Linked DNA regions of Zea mays: region 1 is linked to region 2. A link is a contact called in public Hi-C data. All regions are on one chromosome and are shown on one strand. Each heading gives the region's core, a stretch centred on a gene start, on an enhancer-like site or on the middle of the called end of the contact. The rest is flanking DNA. Distances are from core to core; before and after follow the strand shown.

The links. A called contact is a pair of places that touch in the nucleus more often than the background predicts.
Region 1: a contact with region 2 is called in a Hi-C map of leaf mesophyll, with 2.8 times the contacts expected there. The contact joins the promoter of LOC103653966 here to the promoter of LOC100273484 in region 2. A contact is called at or near these places in 12 of 25 Hi-C or Micro-C datasets (ear, endosperm, leaf and 4 more) and 2 of 3 datasets of contacts at active chromatin or transcription factors (leaf and seedling).

Annotation. Positions count from the first base shown.
Region 1 is chr4:165,275,970-165,282,046 of Zm-B73-REFERENCE-NAM-5.0, reverse strand. LOC103653966 (ATPase family AAA domain-containing protein 3C) reads right to left here and starts at 4,685. Exons shown (of 8, transcript XM_008680794.4): 1 at 4,380-4,685; 2 at 4,204-4,299; 3 at 3,566-3,676; 4 at 3,152-3,461; 5 at 2,537-2,627; 6 at 2,087-2,396; 7 at 1,631-1,779; 8 at 1-615. The coding sequence starts at 4,625. The coding sequence ends at 111.
Region 2 is chr4:165,133,661-165,139,454 of Zm-B73-REFERENCE-NAM-5.0, reverse strand. LOC100273484 reads left to right here and starts at 3,480. Exons shown (of 5, transcript NM_001147921.1): 1 at 3,480-3,953; 2 at 4,058-4,288; 3 at 4,425-4,559; 4 at 4,683-5,012; 5 at 5,100-5,599. The coding sequence starts at 3,708. The coding sequence ends at 5,186.

The sequences.
Region 1 (6,077 bases), core at 3,436-5,935, 140 kb before region 2:
CACATGGAACAAAACTGGTGGGAATAGACGGGGGCTACAAAATGTCCCACTCCCACGGGATCCAAAACATGCACTACTAGAGTCAGTGGGAGGTAAATATTTCTTACTGATCAAACCATACCCTCTGAAGCAAGCTTGATGCGTTGGTGATGCTCAGTCACTTTGTAGTCAACTACCTCTGAAAATAACTGGGGGTCCAATATACAGTCAGGCCGCCCATAAACAGCAGCTTGCACACTAGCCACCAGCTTCGCAATCTCCCTGCCAGAGAAACCGTCGATCTTCCTTGCAGCTTCCCTGAGCAAATCATCGCTTATGCCATTGACCTGAATCTTCCGCTGCTGCTTCTTGAATAATGCACTCCAAGAAGATCCTTTGCCCTCTTCCTTGAGTATATATTGGTTCAAGTATAGCTTGAGCAGTTGAAACCTCTCCTCCTCCCCAGGCAGGGGGAACTCTATGACTTCATCAATGCGGTCAGTGATAGCAGCATCAAGGTCACCCGGTCTGTTTGTTGCCAGGACAAGGACAATATCCCTGGACTGGTCGCCAGTTCGAAACAATAATGCATTGAGAGCACTCCGCTGAGCTTCGCTCATATGGGTACTGTTACGCCTGGTATATTGGTAAATAAAAACAAGTGATTAGAAATAGAGATGGAACCTGTGGAATGTCCAGTACTAGTGGAACCAAACATTCAATGCAAACACATTTACAGCTTTATTATGATTTTTATACCAATGGGCTCAGCTCTACTAGCTGAAGGGGGAGTTTTTTTTCAATACTGAGTCATTATCTTAATTCATATATGAGAGGGATGAGCCCATATAGGATGTTAAGAGTATGGGTGAGAACAGAAAACTGTATTGCTGCTGCAAGACCACACAGTACAAACTAAGGTGCTGCTGGGAGCCAGGGTCCAATTATTAAGCTTTAATTGAACAAAAAAATCTGCAAAAGGTTTGTTAAACCAGGTTGAATTTATTTATCATTCAGAATTAGTTTAATTCAAGATCGGTAACTAAGGTCACACTTAAGTGCTTGAGTTCTGTTTTGTTCATATTAATCATAACATTACCTAGTAGTAGGGATGGCAGTGGGGTGGCTCTGCGGATTTCAGGCTCGATCCCCCCTCTCCCCCGGTTTTCAGGTTCAGGGGCCCGAAACTTACTGGGTTAAGTTTTGGGTTTCGGTTTCCACCCGTGGATACCCAATGGAGATCCAAAATAGATCATTTTGGATAAAACTCATGAGTTTTATTAATAAATTGTTTATGTAAGCTATTATGTTTGTCCTAAGTTGAATCATGAAATTGTGTATTGTTTACTGTTTCATGTTTATACATGTGAATATACAGATATACCATGCATGTGTTGCTAGAAATTCTTTATTTTTTTAGTGTTGCCTTGTAGTGGTGAGTGGTGACTGGTGAGCTTCAGGTTTCGGAAAACGACCTGGTTTGGTTTCGGGTTTGGATTATCACTCGAACTTGTGTTTGGGGCAGTTTCAGGTTTTGAGTTCGGGTTTCAGGTTCAGATCCGCGAAGACTCCACGGCTCCACCCAACCCGATTCTGCCTGGTTGCCATCCCTAACTAGTAGTCATCAGGCATCTAATTTTAGAAAACTTACTCGCACAAGAATGCATCAGCTTCATCAATGAAAACAAGCATGCCTTTTTTGGACTTCTTAGCCCAGTCAAATATTTGATGGATCTTGGTAACAGCCTCTGATCCTAAGGGTGCAACATCTCCTCCCGTCATCATGGCATAGTCCAGGCCCTGTCATGTCAGGAATGTAAGGGTGTGAGTATTATTGGATACAATGTGCCCTATCAAACGTTTGAACTGATTATACTAATTATCAAACTTGTGTCCCCAACTAGGCTCATTTCAAAAGAGAAAAAAGAAGATAATCCAATTAGTTAGCCTAACAAAAATAGAAAACCCAACAGCTTCCACAGACCACCAGCATCTCTATTATCATTTTAAGTCTCAATGTGACAAGAAAAAATAAATCATTTCAGGGCACTAACATGTTCCTATGGATGGAGGATGGTGCAAGAAAAAATAGACCTGCAGAACTTACAGATTTGCGAGCCATCTCCCTGGCTACTAAAGTTTTGCCAGTTCCAGGAGGTCCATAGAACAGCATGTTGCGGAATGGTGCACCATGAGACTTCGTATTTGCAGTTGCTCGTGCAAGATGTTCAATCCTCCGCTTTAGTGAAGGGTGCAGGATAACTTTCTCAAAGCCTGCTCCCTCCGACAAAGATGCTGAACTAGGTTTGAGTAGCCTAGACATTGGTAGTGGGAACTTTGACATTGATGACTCACGGATCAGCGAAGGCTGACCCAAGATTCTATTTATGTAACTCCATGTAACCCTCGCACCTTCCCTGAAAAATGAAAATAGAGAACAATAGAAATTAGAAGTCTATATTATTGTGTGTGAAAATGTAAATATGTAATAGATAAAGGTATGATTTATGAATGTTTTGTGTCTATGTACTCTAAAAATAAAATTGGGGAGAAAAACCTAGTAGTATAAACTCCAGCAGCCAGTGCAGTAACTCCTCCAATACCCATCATTAGTTTGCTCCTATCAGTTAACAGTGCTTTGAATCCACCTACAAGTCCACATGAGAAGCAAGAATCATAACCAGTGCAAATAAGAAAGTGTTATATTTTAGCATTATTTTGTTATTAGAATTGTTTGTAAGAAGAATGACGTTGACCCTTGTCTATAATTCAGCATAAAATTACCAAATATGGTTTCACCAAACATGATACATTAGTTTTGACAAGACCGAAGTGCATATGCACTTGCAAACTACTACAAGGATTAAATCTTAGTGTTCTGTTCAACTAAATGTGAAGAAACAACCAAAAAACTTTTTATTTAATATCAACTACTACTACCGTTCCAAATTGTAAGCCAGTCTGAATTTTTTAGATACATAGCTATGTATCTAGAAAAGACAGAAGAATTTACAGTTTGGAACGTATGCAGTATTAAAAAAATACACCATCAGCAGACATGTATTTGTACAGATAGACCAAAATATAGATTTATTGTTTTATTACTAGAACATTTCTAGTGAGAGTGGTAGATTAACTTCATAAAAACTGCTAATGACAAAGGCATTGAAACCTTCAATGTGCGAAAATGTTGTATTTATTGCAGTGAGCCACTTTTCCTTTTCACCCTTCATGCGTTCCAATAACATTCTTTTAACAACTTCTTCTGATTGCTTGTCTTCATGAACACGAGCTTCTGCTTCAGCTATAGCTTTAACTCTGTTTGTTTCCTGATCTATTTCAGCCTTTTCCTTCTCAGTACGTATCATTTCTTCCAAAATCTTCTGTTCTGTTGCACGCCTAGCTTCTTCTCTCCTGAGGGCAGATGCCTCTTGCATCTTCACGAGTTCAGCATCCTGTCGCCTCTGTGCAGCATGATCTGTCTGCCAAAATAGATATGCTTAATTTAATTGTGTGCTAGCTTCATAGCAGCGCAGCAGCATTATAGGAGGTAGCTAAAGAAATATAAAGTGTGACTTTTCAATACCTGCATTCTTTTTCTAGCTAATTCATCCTCAAAGCGTAATGCTTGAGCTTTTGCTTGTGCTTCTTGTTGCAAACTATTTCTGTAATCTTCAGCTTTTTTCTGCATCCTTTCCTGCAGATCAGATATTGAGGATCACCAGAGGAACGTAAGTTCACTGCTGGAAATCCATAACAAAGAACCACAATAGTTGGATGCATGCGCACATGCACACAGAAAGAAGAAGTTGAAGAGCTCTTAACACATCACCAAAGTTCTACAGTTCTAACTTTTCATGTTAATCAGTTGTCCATTTTATATGCTGTGGAGTTGTGTTCTAAATTTGTAGTTACTTGCTGTCCAAAAAAGTCAGCCTGAGTTGTTTTGCACGGGCACTGTTTTGATGAAGCCCACAATATTTCAAGTTTTGACATCTCATTGTAAAGTTAATATGCTTTACTAATCCAGATTATAATGGTAACCTCAATCTTATGCAGTTGATTTCCACAAAGTAAAGAGGATGTTAGGCAAATAAGATAAGATTCAGTAATTGGGAGGTCCGGGCCACGGGAGCAACCACAATCTCCAGACGAGCAACCGTCCTGGCTGCAACATTAACATCATTTTGCATCAACTAAGAGGACAAGGCGTCAGGAACTCACGATGTCCCTCAGCTTCTCATAGATGGCGTATTGGACCTTCTCGACCTCCAGCTCAGTGAGGCGCGTCTCCTCCTGCTTCCGCATCAGTTCAAACACCTGCACACGAGCAACAACAACACAACAACGTCAGGAGGGGGCAGACTCCGTTTGGTGGAGCAAAAGGGCGGGCACCTTGCCTGCTTGGCGAGCGGTGAGTTGTTGATCTCCCGCAGCGCTCGGGCCATGCGCTCCAGGGTCTCCGGATCGCGGCCGAACGCGGAGGCTCCCAAATTGTCCTCGTCGCCTGGATTCGACGGCGCGGACTGGCGGCGGAAGAGGCCGTCGGCGTAGGCGACGTTGGTGAGCGACGCCATTGCAGCGGCCGCGCCGGCGGCAGCCGACGCCGCCCTCCCCGGCAAGCGCAGGCGGAGGCGGCGCAGCATGACGAGCGAAGCGTAGGGGAGACCCAGGGTTTTTGGCGGCACGGTCGACTGGGTAATACAGAGTTACAGACGCAAGAAGCAGAACGTTTTTTTTTTCTTCTTCTTTTCGGGCATGTTCGGTTAGGCATCTCCAGCAGTCCAAACACTGTTTTCTACTTAGACAGCACTATTAAAAGTTAAGTTTAAAATAAAAGTGTGTTTGGAAATAAAGTTTTTTATAATTTAAAAAAAAATACTACAATATACATAATAGTGTTTGGTAAGTTAGCTAAAATATCTATTTTCAAAACTAGACTATTGTAAATAGTGTAATTATTTTAAGATATTCTAAACTTAGAACTCGATCTCAGTTTCTAAAACTGCAGTATTTTAAACTGTGTTATTGTCATAACTAAGGTATACTGTAGTATTTCAAAAACTGTGGTTTCAAAAATTATTTTTGTTCCTAAACATGTCCTAAAGATTGAAATATGATCAAAATGAGGCCAAAAATTATTCTAGATAATCAATTATTGTACAAATTTGATAACCATTCTAGGTGAAAATCGCTCCGGGGTTTGAATCCGGGATAATCGAATGAGCCCTTCCCAATTCCCAGAGTCTAGCTTGACCTGGGCCTGCCGACAACAGGAGTCGGGACCATTTTAGGCCTTGCTTGGCAAGACCCATTTCTATATATTAAACGCGGGCGCAAAGGAGTGCAACCGCGATGTCCACGTCATTGCTTGCGATTGCAGCCGCACAATCTTCATCCGACGGTGAAATATCGCCCCACTGGGCGTCGCAAACACCACCGACATCGCCGCCCTGGACGTCCAGGACTCCCAGCGTCGGTTTCCATCCTGTTCGCTCCCTCCCCGGGCGTCGCAAACGCCGCCACCCTGGACGGTCAGGATTCCCAACGCCGCTTTCTATCCCCTTCGCCCCCGGCCCACACGCGGGCGTCGATCCCCGGCTAAACGCCGCCGCCCATCCCTTGCTCGCCCTCCACACGCAAGCAACAACGGTGGCGCTCAGGCTCCATAGCGCTAGTGGCTTCCCCTCTCGCACAAGTGTAGGCACATAGCCCCTCACGCAGTCTTTCTCAGCGCATGTGCCGCAGCCACGCTCGGTGGCTTCGTCGCTCCAGCGGAATGCCCCTCCTCCGCCGGCCGGCCCCTCGCTTGCTCTCCCTCCTCTGTCCGCTCCCCATGACTTGGTTGATGCTCAGATATGCGTGCTTCAAATTCTGTAACATGTACTTTTAAAAAAGAATGCCTACATTGTGTTGGTTAAGCAAATAGTACCTTTGTAATTGTCTGAATAAAATATAAGTGCTGTAAGAATTTCAGAGAACAAATGTTAAGCACCTGCTACTGCATAAGTGAACTATTATATTTAGTTGTGAGAAATATCTACTCAAGATAACAGGTTAACTTGCTACTAGGTGATGATGGGTCCACACTCCCAAGT
Region 2 (5,794 bases), core at 2,231-4,730:
GCCACGTGGGGAAGACGTCATTGATTCCGCCGCCGGCGGGCGGGTTGTCGGTCGTCATTGTCGCTGTCGCGCGGCGGAGGAAGGAGTATCATGTCGTAGCTGTCGTCGAGGGACATGAACTCGAGACTCTCGAAACGGAGCACCGTCCCGGGCTGGAAAGGTTGCTGGAGACTACCCATCTGGAGCTTGACGGGAGGCTGTTCGTCAACACGCAGCAGGCCCCTACCTGGCGCGCCAACTGTCGGCGTTTCGACCTCGGGGGGTCCCTAGACCGACGAGTAAATTGTCGCCGCGTGTCCCAGCCCAGATGGGTCGGCGCGAGACAGCACGAAGGGGGGAAGAAAGGGGAGACAGGCAAAAAAGGGGAAACCCGCGGCCTTCGTGTTGTCCTGCGCCCAGGTCGGGTGCGCTTGTAGTAGGGGGTTACAAGCGTCCGTGTGGGAGGGGCGAGAGGCCTGTACGCGCCGTCCCGTTCTCCCGCGCGGCCAACCTTCTCGTACGAGTGCCCTGAACCTTCCTTTTATAGGCGTAAGGAGAGGGCCCAGGTGTACAATAGGAGATGTAGCAGTGTGCTAACGTGTCTAGCAGAGAGGAGCTAGTGCCCTAAGTACATGCCGTCGTGGCAGCCGGAGAGGTTTTGGCACCCTATTCATGTGATGTCGTGGCCGTCGGAGGAGCGTTGGAGCCTTGCGGAAGGACAGCTGTCGGGGCTGTCGAGTCTTTGCTGACGTCTCCTTGCTTCCGTAAGGGGCTGAGAGCCACCGTCGTCATGGAGCACGCGGGGCGCCATCATTATTTGTTTACCAGGGCGAGCCAGATGGGACGCCGGTCTTGTTCCCCGTAGCCTGAGCTAGCTAGGGGTAGGGTAATGATGGCCCCCTGTGACGTGGTCGGTCCGAGCCCTGGGTCGGGCGAGGCGGAGGCTCCTCTGAGGTCGAGGTCGAGTCTGTTTTCCGAGGTCGAGGTCGAGTCCGAGCCCCGAGTCGGGCGAGGCGGAGACCATCGTGTGAGGCCAAGGCTGAGTTCGAGCCCTGGGGTCGGGCGAGGCGGAGTTCGTCGTCTTCCGGAGCCGAGGCCGAGTCCGAGCCCTGGGGTCGGGCGAGGCGGAGTTCGTCGTCTTCCGGGGCCGAGGCCGAGTCCGAGCCCCGGGGTCGGGCGAGGCGGAGTCCGTCGTCTTCCGGGGCCGAGGCCGAGTCCGAGCTCTGGGGTCGGGCGAGGCGGAGTTCGTCGTCTTCCGGGGCCGAGGCCGAGTCCGAGCCCTGGGGTCGGGCGAGGCGGAGCTTCCTATGGCGCCCGAGGCCGGACTTGGCTGCTGTCAGCCTCTCTCTGTCGAGTGGCACAACAGTCGGAGCGGCGCAGGCGGCGCTGTCTTCTTGTCAGGCCGGTCAGTGGAGCGGCGAAGTGACTGCGGTCACTTCGGCTCTGTCGACTGAAGGGCGCGCGTCAGGATAAGGTGTCAGGCCATCCTTGCATTAAATGCTCCTGCGATACGGTCGGTCGGTGTGGCGATCCGGCCAAGGTTGCTTCTCGGCGAATACTGGGCCTCGGGCGAGCCGAAAGTGTGTCCGTTGCTTGAGGGGGCCCTCGGGCGAGACGTGAATCCTCCGGGGTCGACTGTCCTTGCCCGAGGCTGGGCTCGGGCGAGGCGAGGTCGTGTCCCTTGAGTGGACCGAGCCTTGACTTAATCGCACCCATCAGGCCTTCACAGCTTTGTGCTGATGGGGGTTACCAGCTGAGATTAGGAGTATTAGGGGTACATCTATTTATGATCCCCGACAGGTAATAAACCGATACTAATTTCTCTAATATTAGTATCGGTTGGAGAATAATTGGTTCTAATATCTTTTACATATATCTTCAGATTTAAAACCGGCACTGAAACCAATCTCAATATTAGTTTTAAATCAACTGGAACAAAAGTTATTGAACGGAAGCCCCGTTATCCGGACTCCAGTAGTGCGCATTGCACCTTCATCGTTGTCCCGTCATCACATGATAACTCTAGATTCTAAAAATAACCTGAGGTTATGCATAAAAGACCGTTAGCGTAGGCTTTATTAAGTTGTCTTCAGTAGATCATACATAGTCATGCAAAATATTATTTTATATTATATACTTTATTATTTATAGAGTAAAATTTTAAATAGAAGATGTGATAGGAGATATGATATGTAAGGTGCTAGACAGCCTTACTAATTTAGACATTCCATTATCAATTGCCTTGTTATTCGTGCTTTTTTTCTAGGTTTATCCTTGCTTGGTAAAGATGACAGATTCAAACCATCTTTCTGGTGACCTTACCTGTTACTGTGGGAAGCCGACGTGGCAACGTGTGGTGAGTCACTGGTGCCCGGCCAGCACAGATAAGATCGAGCAGCTGTCGCCTCCCCTCTCGTCCTTCTGCAGCATCAGGGAAATCTCAGAATGGCGCATCTCACTGCCAGCACACGCACAGCTAGAACCCGAGCAGGCTGTTCATACTCTCGTTGGCCATTCGTGACTCCTGAGTAGTGCTATGAATTGGGCCAGATCGACCTGGTCCGAGTATATCGTGCTTCGTATTAAACAAGTTCAGGCCAAAAAATCTAAAAACTTTTGGACCATTTTGTGCCAGACTGAAATGTAAAACAGTGGCCAGTCCGATCCTAAACCACATATTGTGTCTTCGTTGGGTCGTGCCGGCTCAAACTCGACCCATATATTTAACCACATAAAATCAAAATACAACAACAACATAAAGTCCATAATATACTAAATTAAAGATATTAAACAATCCTAACATAATTCGGTCCTATAAAGGCTAAATATCACAACAATATAAAGTTTGTAGCTTACTAAATTATAAAATTAAAAAGTATGAGCTTCACTGGGTCGTGTCGATCCATTTGTGTGGTCTGTGTCGAGGACCCGTTGGGCCAGAATTTTAGACTCAGCCTAGATCCGTCTTTAGGTTGTGTTAGCTTGGTATATATTATTTCTTGTCGGATCGTGATTTGAGCTTTTGTTTTTAGGGCGTGCTCGTGCTGACTTAAAATACCTGGTTCATATTCCGAGCACTACTCGTAGGTCATACCTTCATTCGGAACGCGTGAATTTTGAAGATGTTATGCATGAATTAATTACTAGTAGATGCTAAAAAGCTGACTTTTTCGTAGATCATCGGTCTTGGGTGCTCGTTTCTGATGCCCTGCTGCGTTGCAGTTTAAGTTTACGCGTAGCTGAGAAGGCCCCCCGGCCCGGCACCGGCAAACTGGGGTCCTACGATATGCCAGCTCAAAAACACACTCCCCCACACCACTGTGTCGAAACCCTACCTCACATGATCGCACTCGCACCTCTAAAGGGAGAGCCAAATCCAATCTGCCATGGCCAAGTACCATCGCCCCAAGCAAAGGGCGCTGGGCACCCCATATCTACCCACCAGCCGTTCTCCCTATATATATTGATTGGGAAATTGGGCATAGAACCGGGATCGAAAGGGACACGCAAGCTTCACCCACACAAGGCCACAAGATCCTCCCTACGCCACACGCTCCTCCTACATAGTAATTGCTAACCGCGCTGCGTTGATTCACTCGTCGGTGGCTCAGAGACCTGCACCAAAACAGCCGAGGCAAAGCTTGCCCCGAGTCCTCGTGTTTTTTCCCCCTTTCTCCCCCTTAGTCTTAGGACTCGGCGTTTTGATCCCGCCTCTGGGGTCGCTGGCAATGGCGCGATGCCGGGGGACCGCCGAGAGCCTCTGCCAGGGGCGGCTCGACCTCGACGACGACAAGTTCGGCGCAATGTGCACCACCGCGTTCGGCTGCCTCCAGGAGTGGCCGGACCTGGGCGCCATGTGCGGCGCGAACCTCGGCGTGCCTGCCATGGCCGGCAACGGCAACGAGTCCTCTTGCAGCGGCAGCGGCGGCTCCAGGAAGAGGAAACCGGACGCGTACGACGGCCTCGATGCCACGGTGAGAGGTTCAGGCATGGGCGGTGCTGGTTGCCGGAGCAACGCTTTCTGCTGGATTGTCAAGTCTTTGACTGACAGTTGTGTTAAAAAAATTGAAATTAGCAGGGTGGTGCAAACGACATGAGCAAGAGACCCAGAGGGAAGCGGCTGTCTGGCATCTCTGAGATCGTGGCGCCAGGGAAAGGGAAGCAGGAGCGGCCAAAGGCAGGCACAAAGAAAAAGGCCGAGGCTGCATCGGCGGCGGCGGCGGCTGCTGCTGCCGGCCATAAGACCGACTACATCCACGTCCGGGCCCGCCGCGGCCAGGCCACGGACAGCCACAGCCTCGCCGAGCGGGTAATATTAACAGCTGAGTTACTGGGCAAACATCTTTGCGCGCGTGCCCCATGGTCCATGCTGCTCGTGGGCACCGATAGATCGACCCGACCTGCGGCGTGCATTAGAGCTCATGGCCGAACGAACTGACGTACAGGTGAGGAGGGAGAGGATCAGCGAGCGGATGCGGTACCTGCAGGAGCTGGTGCCCGGGTGCAGCAAGGTCACGGGCAAGGCCGGCATGCTTGACGAGATCATCAACTACGTGCAGTCCCTGCAGAAGCAAGTCGAGGTACCGACCGACCGGCCTGTCTGCCTGCCTGCTTCATCTTCTCCGCTTCTTCCGGCTTGATAAGCTAGTGTCGTTGGGCAATCGCTCACGGCTCACCGGAGTGTCTCCCTCCCCTGCTTGCAGTTCCTGTCCATGAAGATCGCCGCTTCCAACCCGGTGGTGAGCTTCGACATCGTCGAGGACCTCTTCGGCCGGCAGCTGAAGCAGTCACGACGCAGCCCGGCGGCAGCCCTGCCCGCGATGGCTCTGCCGGCCGGCCAGCTGGAGCCGTCCTGCCTTCAGATGAGCCACATGCCGCAGATGCATCCATCTGCAGCGGCAAACTCCACCGGATTTGGGCTGGACATGGTCGTCAACAACCCGTACGCGCCCGCCGGCGCGAGCTGCCCTGTGTCGGCTGCCGCGTCGGTATCGGTGGCGGCCGGACCGTCGACGACCGAGCCGTGCCTCAACGTATGTTAGCTGCAAATCGGTTGTCCTCGAGTCCTACCCTCCCGTGCTGAAGCCTGAACTGAACCGAGTGCCTTGTGCTTTCTGCAGGTGAATGGAACTGCTGCCTGGGACATTGGCTCCCGGAATTTGTTCAGCGGATTTGTTGCACAGTTTCAGTCAGTAGAAAGTGAGTAGCTGCTTCCTGAAGACCAAGCCAGCAGTCACTTGGCCTCATGTGAAATGAAAAAAAACACAGTAGTGGTTAGATCAGGGCAAAATAAACCCCTACGGCCCAACCTGAACATGTTTAAAGTTCAGAGTTCATAATGGCCGTACATGCCATCACGGAATTCCCAAACTGGCGGACGATCCAATAACTCTACCAAAAAATGAGCACATCAAACAAAATTTGACTATGTTCATGCAAATTCAGACTTGTATGAGCCGTGTATATGTTACCGTGAAGTTAAGAGACTTTTATACATTTAACTTCAGCATGAGTGACTGAATCCAGTTACTACTTTCCCTGCAGGCGACTGTTTGCTAAACAACTTCAAAATGGAAATGTAAGAAGAACTAATCCTCATTTCTGGAGTTTTAACCGTGGCAAAATTTGTGGCTGAAGATTCTTTATGCATAGCAGCTGTATTAATGAACTATTCTGTCAGCAATGACAATACGAGTACATTTTTTTCCCTTCAGAGCCAAGCTACACAGTGGGTCTAGAACTTCAGATTACAAGCAAAGCACTTAAAAACATGTTCCCACAACAAACCAACACCAAAATACAGCACTTGATCGCC